Regions from separate parts of the Anser cygnoides genome. Here region 1 is linked to region 2. The links are chromatin contacts, called in public Hi-C maps. All regions are on one chromosome and are shown on one strand. The core of a region is the stretch at or near the end of the contact, and the rest is flanking DNA. Distances in the headings are between cores, read along the strand shown.

The links. A called contact is a pair of places that touch in the nucleus more often than the background predicts.
Region 1: a Hi-C map of liver shows a contact between it and region 2, with 2.2 times the contacts expected there. The contact joins the promoter of MAIP1 here to the promoter of KCTD18 in region 2. A contact is called at or near these places in 3 of 7 Hi-C or Micro-C datasets (granulosa cells and liver).

What each region holds. Positions count from the first base shown.
Region 1 is chr6:2,203,422-2,208,272 of Taihu_goose_T2T_genome, reverse strand. MAIP1 (matrix AAA peptidase interacting protein 1) reads left to right here and starts at 2,295. Exons shown (of 5, transcript XM_013187443.3): 1 at 2,295-2,673; 2 at 3,952-4,023. The coding sequence starts at 2,329. TYW5 (tRNA-yW synthesizing protein 5) reads right to left here and starts at 2,252. Exons shown (of 8, transcript XM_013187619.3): 1 at 2,094-2,252; 2 at 1-74. The coding sequence starts at 2,180.
Region 2 is chr6:2,025,440-2,029,904 of Taihu_goose_T2T_genome, reverse strand. It overlaps KCTD18 (potassium channel tetramerization domain containing 18), which reads right to left and starts at 1,262. Exons shown (of 3, transcript XM_066999315.1): 1 at 821-1,262. The coding sequence starts at 1,262. It overlaps SGO2 (shugoshin 2), which reads left to right. Exons shown (of 12, transcript XM_066999564.1): 2 at 2,669-2,776; 3 at 4,206-4,286; 4 at 4,396-4,465.

The DNA.
Region 1 (4,851 bases), core at 1,046-3,545, 180 kb before region 2:
TGGCTCAGGTAATCTACTGTCCATTTGGTTGTGCAAGAGCCCAGTTCCATTCCTTTCAGCACTACTGGCTTTCTCTAAGGAAGAAAAAAACAGACAAACAAAAAAGGAAACAAAGGATGATTGCATCCAGTGGGAAAAAAAAAAAAAACAGAAGTAATTTTAGAACTAAATATATGCAAACAACTCGATTGAATATCAGGATCTGCTACACAGTCACAACTATTCACAACTGAACAATGTGAATTAGAATGCTGAGTGTTGAAACAAGAGGCAGGAGGTCACAGAACTGCTTACCTATTTACTATATCCTCTTCCCTAGCAGGATAAGGAAGAACATGGAGAGGCAAAGACAATTTTAACATTTGTTGTATTCTAGGGCCATTGACGCATCTAGCTAGGCTAAGGAACAGTTGCAGTCATTCTAGCCTCAGCTAAGCAAAAAATAAGAGACCATAGATTTGTGGTATAGGCTGTGAGCTATACTGGTGATGTATGTCTTCAGAGAGCAGCTCTTTCCACCTGTGTTAAGCAGGATTGATCAAATGTACACACACACACGAAAGCAGCCTAATAGACTTTCAATTGGGATCTCAAATAAAGAACAAGGAAGCAATGGTGACAAAACAACAAAAAGCAATCTTTTTTTTTTCTTTTAACCATTGTTAAAGAAAATTAAGTCACCAATCACATGCCAGAGCTTTTCAGCAATTTGGAAGGAATTTGCCTCTAGAAATTCCTTGCTCCTAAGCTTACGTTCATTTTAATGGATCATGATGTAAGAAATTATCTTTAGTACCAGGCTTCTAACCCAAACTATTTCTGTTCACAGATTCACAGATTTCTCTAGGTTGGAAGAGACCTCAAGATCATCGAGTCCAACCTCCAACCTAACACTAAGTACTCCACTAAACCATATCCCTAAGCTCTACATCTAAACGTCTTTTAAAGACCTCCAGGGATGGTGACTCCACCACCTCCCTGGGCAGCCCGTTCCAATGCTTAATAACCCTTTCGGTAAAGAAGTACTTCCTAACATCCAACCTAAAACTCCCCTGTCGCAACTTTAGCCCATTCCCCCTCATCCTGTCACTAGGCACGTGGGAGAATAGACCAACCCCCACCTCTCTACAGCCTCCTTTCAGGTAACTGTAGAGAGCGATGAGGTCGCCCCTGAGCCTCCTCTTCTCCAGGCTGAACAAGCCCAGCTCCCTCAGCCGCTCCTCGTAAGACTTGTTCTCCAGACCCCTCACAAGCTTGGTCGCCCTTCTCTGGACTCGCTCGAGCACGTCCATGTCCTTCCTGTAGCGAGGGGCCCAAAACTGAACACAGTACTCGAGGTGCGGCCTCACCAGAGCCGAGTACAGGGGCACAATCACTTCCCTCGACCTGCTGGCCACACTGCTTCTTATACAGGCCAGGATGCCGTTGGCCTTCTTGGCCACCTGAGCACACTGCTGGCTCATATTCAGCCGACTATCCACCAATACTCCCAGGTCCTTCTCGGCCAGGCAGTTTTCCAGCCACTCATCTCCCAGCCTGTAGCTCTGCTTGGGGTTGTTGCAGCCCAGGTGCAGGACCCGGCACTTGGCCTTGTTGAACTTCATGCAGTTGACCTCAGCCCATCGCTCCAGCCTATCCAGATCCTCCTGCAGAGCCTTCCTGCCCTCGAGCAGATCGACACACGCACTTAGCTTGGTGTCATCTGCAAACTTACTGAGGGTGCACTGGACGCCCTCATCCAGATCATCAATAAAGATATTAAAGAGGACTGGCCCTAGTACCGAGCCCTGGGGGACTCCACTAGTGACCGGACTAGTGTTCCTCTAGTGAAGGGAACATCCCATCTCCAACTAATTGCTTTGGAAAGCAGGTTTATTTCTCCGTAAGTTACTTGTGAAACGATACACCTCCCCGAGGCAGATGGCACCTCCAGTCAGGCCTTAAGTGAAACACCTGCGGCCACACTCCGCTTGCAAGCAGCCCTCTACAGGGACTGAACCAAGACTTCCCCCAGCAACTGCGAAAGAGGAGGCCGTGTACAAAAAGCCGAACCCTGACCTGGGCTCCTCTCTGGGAGGGCTGCGGGGCCGTACCTGGGGGTAGACGTCCTGCAGGAAGCGCTCCCGGCCCACGCCGCCCAGGCTAGGCACCGCCACCGCCTCCTGCCCCCGCTGCGCCATGCTCGCTGCCGGTCCGGCGCCCGCCGGTCCCCCCGGCAAGGGGCGCCCGGAGCGCAGCGCGGCGGCGGAACGGGGGGAGCCGCCTGTGTTTCCCGTTGAGCGCACGGAACGGCCGCGCTGAGGGACGGGAGGGGGCACGGCCGCCGCCATGATGGCGCTGCGCGGGGTTGCCGGGCCCAGCCGCTGGCTGGGGCGGGCGCTCGCGGCTCCGGGGGCGGCCCGGGCCCCGCCGGTCGCCTCCGCCGTCTCGGCCCTGGTCCCGGCCTGGAACTGGGTCCGCCGCCCGGCGGGGCCCCGGCCGCTCGGGTCCGCCGCCCGCTTCGCCAGCACACAGGGGCGTGGGCCAGAGGCCGAGGGGCCGCGGCGGCGGGTGGTGGTGGTGCGGATCACCAGCCCGCTGGCCTGGCTGCGCACCCGCTGTTACTACCTGCTCATCCGCCTCTACTTCGACCCCGAGTTCAGCGTCGAGGAGTTCACGCGGGGCGCCAAGCAGGTGAGGGGGCGGGCGGGCTGCCGGGAGCCCCTCATCTTGTGTGGGGGGCGCCCGTCATTAGAAGAGCCCCAAAAAACGGTGGCAGCCGCCCAGTGAGGAGAGTCTGAGGAGAGCCCCGCAACGAGCTCTGCCTTTCGGCCTGCGTCGGTGCGCGCCGGCCTCGTCCCGAGGCCCGCTGGTGCCTTGCAGCTCACCTGTCAGGTATAGGCGGCTTTCTGCCTGTGTCCTGAAGTGCCTCACGGCTGGGGGAAGCCAGAGTGGCCAGAAGCGTGGGTTGTCTCCCCCATCTGAGGGAGAGTTTGCAAGGTTTTGTTTTATTTCTCTAGATCCCAAAGTCATATATTCTACTATCCCATGAAGTAGTATAAAGAAAAGCATTTCTTAATATTTTAGGGATTTTAGGATGATATATATGTTATTGTAGCTGTTTTTCTTGTAAAATTATGAAGGTTAGGCGGTTGTAGAATTGTTTCATATATCTGCTTTTCCAAGATTATGAACCTGACAACCCGTGTCAACAAAATGCGTCAGTTCTCAAAGCTGGTCATGGAAAACTAGTACTGCTAGCAGTGAAATGTAAGTTATTGTGTTTGATTAAAAAAGAAACAGAAAAACAGATGATGAGGACAATGTTAATATGTTTGAGACCTTTAAAAAAAAAACACATAAGTTGCAGTGTGTGGAGACCTACCTGTTTTACTTTGCCCTGTTCTTGTTTATTTTTACTTTAAGGCCTTAAACATGCTGTCAGCATTTAACAAGCACAATATTTGCACGCACAGAGGTGTTGTATGTAATTATACCTACAGAATTAAGGAAAAAGGGATGTTGTGTTCCTCCCAGGTTTAGGGACTAGACTAGATTTATAAATTATTTTTTTTTAGATCTGAGCTTCTGTTTTGACTGACACTGGGCTAAGAAAAGGTGCAGGTTAGGGAGGAGAATACTTACAGGGAAAGACACAGTTTGAATTACCAGAAGAAAGAAAGAATAAAAACAATTCATAGGTTACTGCAATTTTTTTATTAAGACATTAATTTGCCTGCAGAAAGTTTCATGCTCTAAATAAGGTGGAAAAGAAACCTTATGTTTTTATCAGCTAATAGAATAACATTTTTTTTTAAAGCTGGAGGGGTCCCATATCAATGTTGATATACTCTGCAAGCAGTGTAGACTTAAATCATGGAATATTTAGGTAGCCTGTCCTATAATGATGGATTTGTCTGAAAAAATAAGCTAATCTAAAATTCATGTATTATTTCTCTCTTTTTTTGGTAGGCCTTTTCTGTTGTTTCACAGCTGCTGTCTCAGCGTAAACTTGATCTGCTAGATGGACTTGTGTCAGCAGAGGTAAGTGCTTCCCATCTCTAGTTCTGCCAATTGATATTTTCCATTATGAAGCAATATGTATTCAGCCTGTCAGTATCTACAAGCACTGCCAGTTTGGTTTAAATGGGGAAAAACAGCATAACATTGAATAGGGTGATTGTCTTGCAGCTTTTTGTTTAATTTCAAGGCATGAAAATTAATTTAGAGTTACTGTATAGGAAAATAATAATAATAATGTCCTTGCCACTAAGCATAGGGACCAATTGCAAAAAAGATTGCTGGTGTACCAGAAGGGATTTGAAAGTTGGTGGATTTGCATACCCCTGTTGGTGTAAGCAGATAGCTGAAACTTTCAGTGTGTGCACCAGAATTCAGATGAAGGAACTGATTTGTGTTCTTCATTGCTGCCCCAATACATTCCCACCACAGGCATATCATATAGCCAGTTCTTGGTCTCAACTGGGAGGCCTCAGTCTTTTGTCATGGTCGCAGGAACATGACTGACCTGGCTAGTTAAATAACAGTGTTGTCTGTGTTCTATATCTTTGTGAATTTTTAATTGCTGAAGTTCTCTTGGCCTTCCCAGAGGACAGAGGTAGCAGATGCATCAGATTCAAGTGGAGAATATGCCTCAGGTCTGTGTCTGCCCTGTTAATGGATGTTAATGGATGTCAGCTTGGCCTGTCCTATTGGTACTCATGCCTTTGCAACAAAAATGTTGTCACTGTTCTAGTACATCCCCACTGGACAATCTAACCTCTTCTTTAAGCAGAGATAGGAATAAAATGTGAGTAATAATAATAAAATAGTTGCTTTGAAAGAGTATCTCCTCTTCCTCTGCTCGCCTTA
Region 2 (4,465 bases), core at 13-2,512:
TGCACACGGATCGAAGTGTTAGCACTTACGGATTTTTTACATAAAATTGTACAACAGCTTTGGAGACAGTTCTGGACATGTATTGGTGCAAAATGCCAAATAATCTACACCTTTACTTGAAGGTGTAACAGTATTTTATATTGCTAGGAAAATGCAAAGTTAATCTTTTGAGGCAAATGGGTAAGCAGGATTTTGTGGTCAGTATGTGTGAAAAGAGCACTGGAAGTACAGTAAAAAAAAATGCATTCTGGGAACTCTTAATCTGAGTGCAGTTCAAAGCACTAAAAGTACAATAATTTTGTACTAATAACTTGGCTTTTAAAAAATCTGATCTTTAATTAAGACTGCTTTAATTAGTGGTTGAAGCTGTCACATCACTAATGCCACACATCCCGTGCTTGCATCTGCCTTGAGCTCCCTGCAGGATGAGGGGTCCTGCGTGAACAGAAAATACTTGGCACACGAATCAGAAGAAAATCTTCAAAAGTTTGGTTTTTTCTTAGATCATGAACTCTAAGGAGCAGTTAACTCGCAGTATGCGCTTTCTTCCCGGCAACTGCTACTGCTTCACCAAAACCAGCTGATTTGACCGCAGCCCCTCGAGGAGGCCGATGGAAACCACTCGTTTAAAAGCTGCCCCCGCAGCAGGCTAGGGCTCTCCCCTCTTGTCTGCGGGGAGCCGGCCTGCAGGACGGGAAAGCCCCCCCCCGCTCGCCGGGGGCCGCCGGCCGGCCCACAACAGGCCAGGCCTCGGCGCGCACGAGGCGGGGAGGGCGGCCCGTCAGCCCGCTCTGCGCCCAGGGCCGGCGGCCCGCGTTACCTGCACCGCCGCGTCCCGCCTCCCCGGGCCTGACGGGCCGGGCCGGGCCGCTGCCGGGACTGCTCGGCTCCGCAAAATGGCGGCAGGAAGGGCTGGGCCAGAGGTGTGTGAGCGACGAGGGAAGCGGGGCAGCCCTTGTGCTGGGCGGCCGCGGCGGCAGCTCCCGGCCGGGCTCTCCGCCGGCCGGCCCGGCCTCAAGGTGCGGGGAGTAGGCGCCCCCTGCCTCCTCTGCACCGGCGGGGTCCCTCGGGCACGGTTTTGGTGTCCTCGCCCTCCGCTTCAGCCCAGTGTGGAAGCCCGGGTGATGGGTGTTTGTTTTGCCTGGGATGGCACATCCCGAATTGCAGCACTCATTGAGACAGGTGTTTTCACAAGGATAATGTGGTACTGATACATGATCTGAGCATGATGAAGGAAAAGTTCTGCTATGGTTAAAAGCAGAAAAATAATTTCAGGTCAGCCAGTCTTTTCTGGACTGACTGAATGTGGTTGCTTGTCCCTTTGAGCAGGCCAACTTCCTTGCTTCAGGGACAGCAGCAGTCTGTTTAGCTTTAGATAACATATGTGAACACAGGCATTACAGATTTTATTTTATTTTCCTGATGCTTGTATGTGAAATCCTTTTTTATTTATTTTTTTCTGCTTCAGGCTTGCACAATTCTTGTTAAAAAGTAAACCATTAATGCTTTAAAATAGCCCCAATAAGTAGAGGCTGCTAGGTGCTTCACCTATAGTCAATTTATAGTCATGGGTGCTTCACCCATACAGTCACTTTATAAAGACTTAGTGTCCTTAAAAATGTCCTTTTAAAAGAAATTATGTCTGAAATATGGTTGTTCGCTCACCAAAATGCATGCATGAACAGAAAGGTGAAATATTAGATTCTCATGCTCTTGTCTCAGCCTCCTTATGGAAAACATCAATAAATATGAAAAATACTTCTAAGATGCATCTTCATTTTTTTAAAAATAGTTAAGGACAAACTAGACAATGTTATATTATGTAAGCACATAAAGAAGAGCTTATTTTATGCTTTACCATATGCTACCCGTATGTGTAATTTGTATCATTATGGATACAAACGCTAAATAATTAGTAACTGTACAAAATTTAACAGTGACAAACTCTGTGGTTCTACAAACTTTCTGGAAAGTATGAGCTGACTGTGTAGAAAATAGAGTTAGAGGTAACAAAACCTAGAAAATTAATAACATATTCTAATTGATACCTGCAGCTTAGCAAGAATGCAGTTAACTTTACACTCCATAAGAAATGTGCCCATATTGTATTTAAGTAGTTTATCTGTTTACCTAGCAAATTAACTCAGTTATATATCAACAATTCATACTGATTTTTATCCTTCATAGTCCTTTTTTAAATTATTATTCAACATTTTATTTTAGAAGTGTTTCACCACCATATTTAAAGCATTTAAAATTTCAACCACAAGTTTATCTACCAAAGAACCAAATTAAAGGATCCATAACAAATAATTGCAGAACAACTACATTTTCCACTGCACGGTTAGCTGTGTTAAAATAGTCTGGTCTATTACTACAGTTTGATTTTAAGAATATCAAAATATGTATATGTTACTGCAGTTTCAGTTATTTAGGGCCATAGTCTTATAATTCAGACTTTCCTCTAGTCACAAGTGAAGGACATTAAAGGAAAGAAGCGTCTAAGTCATGTTGTATCTGGCTATAGTAGGAATATAATAAATTTTGTTTGAAATTGTGTTACTCAGATTTCCTGCTACTTAGAACTTGCTTCTTTTTGTCTTAATTCTGATTTTATTAGAATGTCAGTTAGAGCTACAGTAAATATTTCACATTTCCTTTTTCTTAGCAACTCAGCATGCAACAGGTGCAGCAAAGGAAGAAAATACTATGTGGGGGCCATGGATCCTATGTGCTCTTTGAACATGACTTTGCTACAGAAGTACCCAGAAGCCAGGTCAGAACAGGTGCTTGAATTTCTGGCCTGTAGGTTCTTACCAGAAAGATGAAGGAAATTATGTTCTTTAATGTTTGGTGCCTAATTAATTAGTAAGCACACAAGTTACAACTTGACACTGAATTATGATACAGACTGATAATTGCTGGATGTTAGACTTCCTCTAAAATAAGTGGAAATATACATAGTAGATTATTTCTGTGGAATAATGGTGTCTGTTCTAACTGTATCTTTAGAAAGGACATAATGTGTGTTGTCCCATACTTACTGGGAACGGTTCATACATAGCATCTGCAACTTAAATGTATCCATCATTATCAAGTTGCAAAGTAATTTAAGTGACAGCATCCAGTCTTTCACACTCTTTAAAACATTCACCTTATTAAGATGTAACTTCCCATGCTTGTTTATGTCTTCAGGCAGGCTTGTTTTTTTCCTCAGAAATTCTGAGTGAGGTTCCTTCCAGTCAGTGTTTCTGAATTGAGAGTCCAGAACAGTATACATGCTTTCAGTTAATATACAAAAGCAATATACATGTGAATGTTAAGTTTTGGACCTCACATTTCACCGTCAGAAATATTTTTACTGTTCAAGCTTAGAAATGCAAGTACTTGGTATAGAAGCATGCTGCACAAGCAAACTGCATTTTGAGCTGCATGTTCTTGGTATACAAACATGGGGACTTTTTGACTACTTTCCAAAGGAAGCCAGACTAACGAATTCATCCTCTATATGTTTGCATTTCAGTTTATCAATTTCGGTCAAATTTGACAGAGAAGAGGCATTAAGAAACAAATTTTCATTAAACTTTTGCAAGAAAGAATGTGATTAGAGGAAAATATTAATACTATAATTTCAGGAAAAGCTGTAAGTGTGAGCTTGAGTCTTTTTGGACATCAGAAAATCTGCATGGGGACAAGCTGTTCTGAATAATCTTCCCCACAAAAGTTCTTTAGTCATAGCTCATGCTTTACTAGACCCCAGGGGATTAATTCCTCAACTAAGATCTTTCTCAGAGATGGATGTGTAGATATCTATTAAGATACAAATTCAGTCCAACACTTCCCACATGGTTAGTACTTTTAAAACAGTTTTGTCTGCATCTGTCTCCTTTCTCCCTCTCATTTCTACTCAATTTAAAGGCTGGTCATAGGATCACAAATGACTGAAAATCAGACTTCTGCACTTAATATATATTTAGGGTATGTAGGCTGTGAAACGTGGCAGTTTCAGGCTCTTCCCTGTTTTGAGCAGCTGTCAATAAACTGGAGATTTTTAAATGTTAAATGTTACAGTGTGGGAGTTCCTCAGCAAAGTTCAAAGGAAAGTATGACCACAGGTGGAAACACAACTTTTGATGTTTTAAGTTTATTGTCAGCAGTTCTGACATAAATATTAACTGCAATCAAATTAGTGATTGCTTCTTTAGGAGTTGGGACTGTGGTGCAACTGAATGAAATGTCGTGACTGGATCCACAGGAAAACAATACCTTCTGGAAAGCAAAAGGAGGTAAATTATATTAATGTAATTGTCTTTCTGTTCTTAAAGTTACATAAGGTTGTTTTTTTCTATAATGCTACTGATACTTATTGTTTGATTCCTTTGATTTACTTCATAGCACATGGAATGTTAGCACATGATAATCTTTTTCGTGATAATTACTGGATCACAGAACCTTAATTATTCTC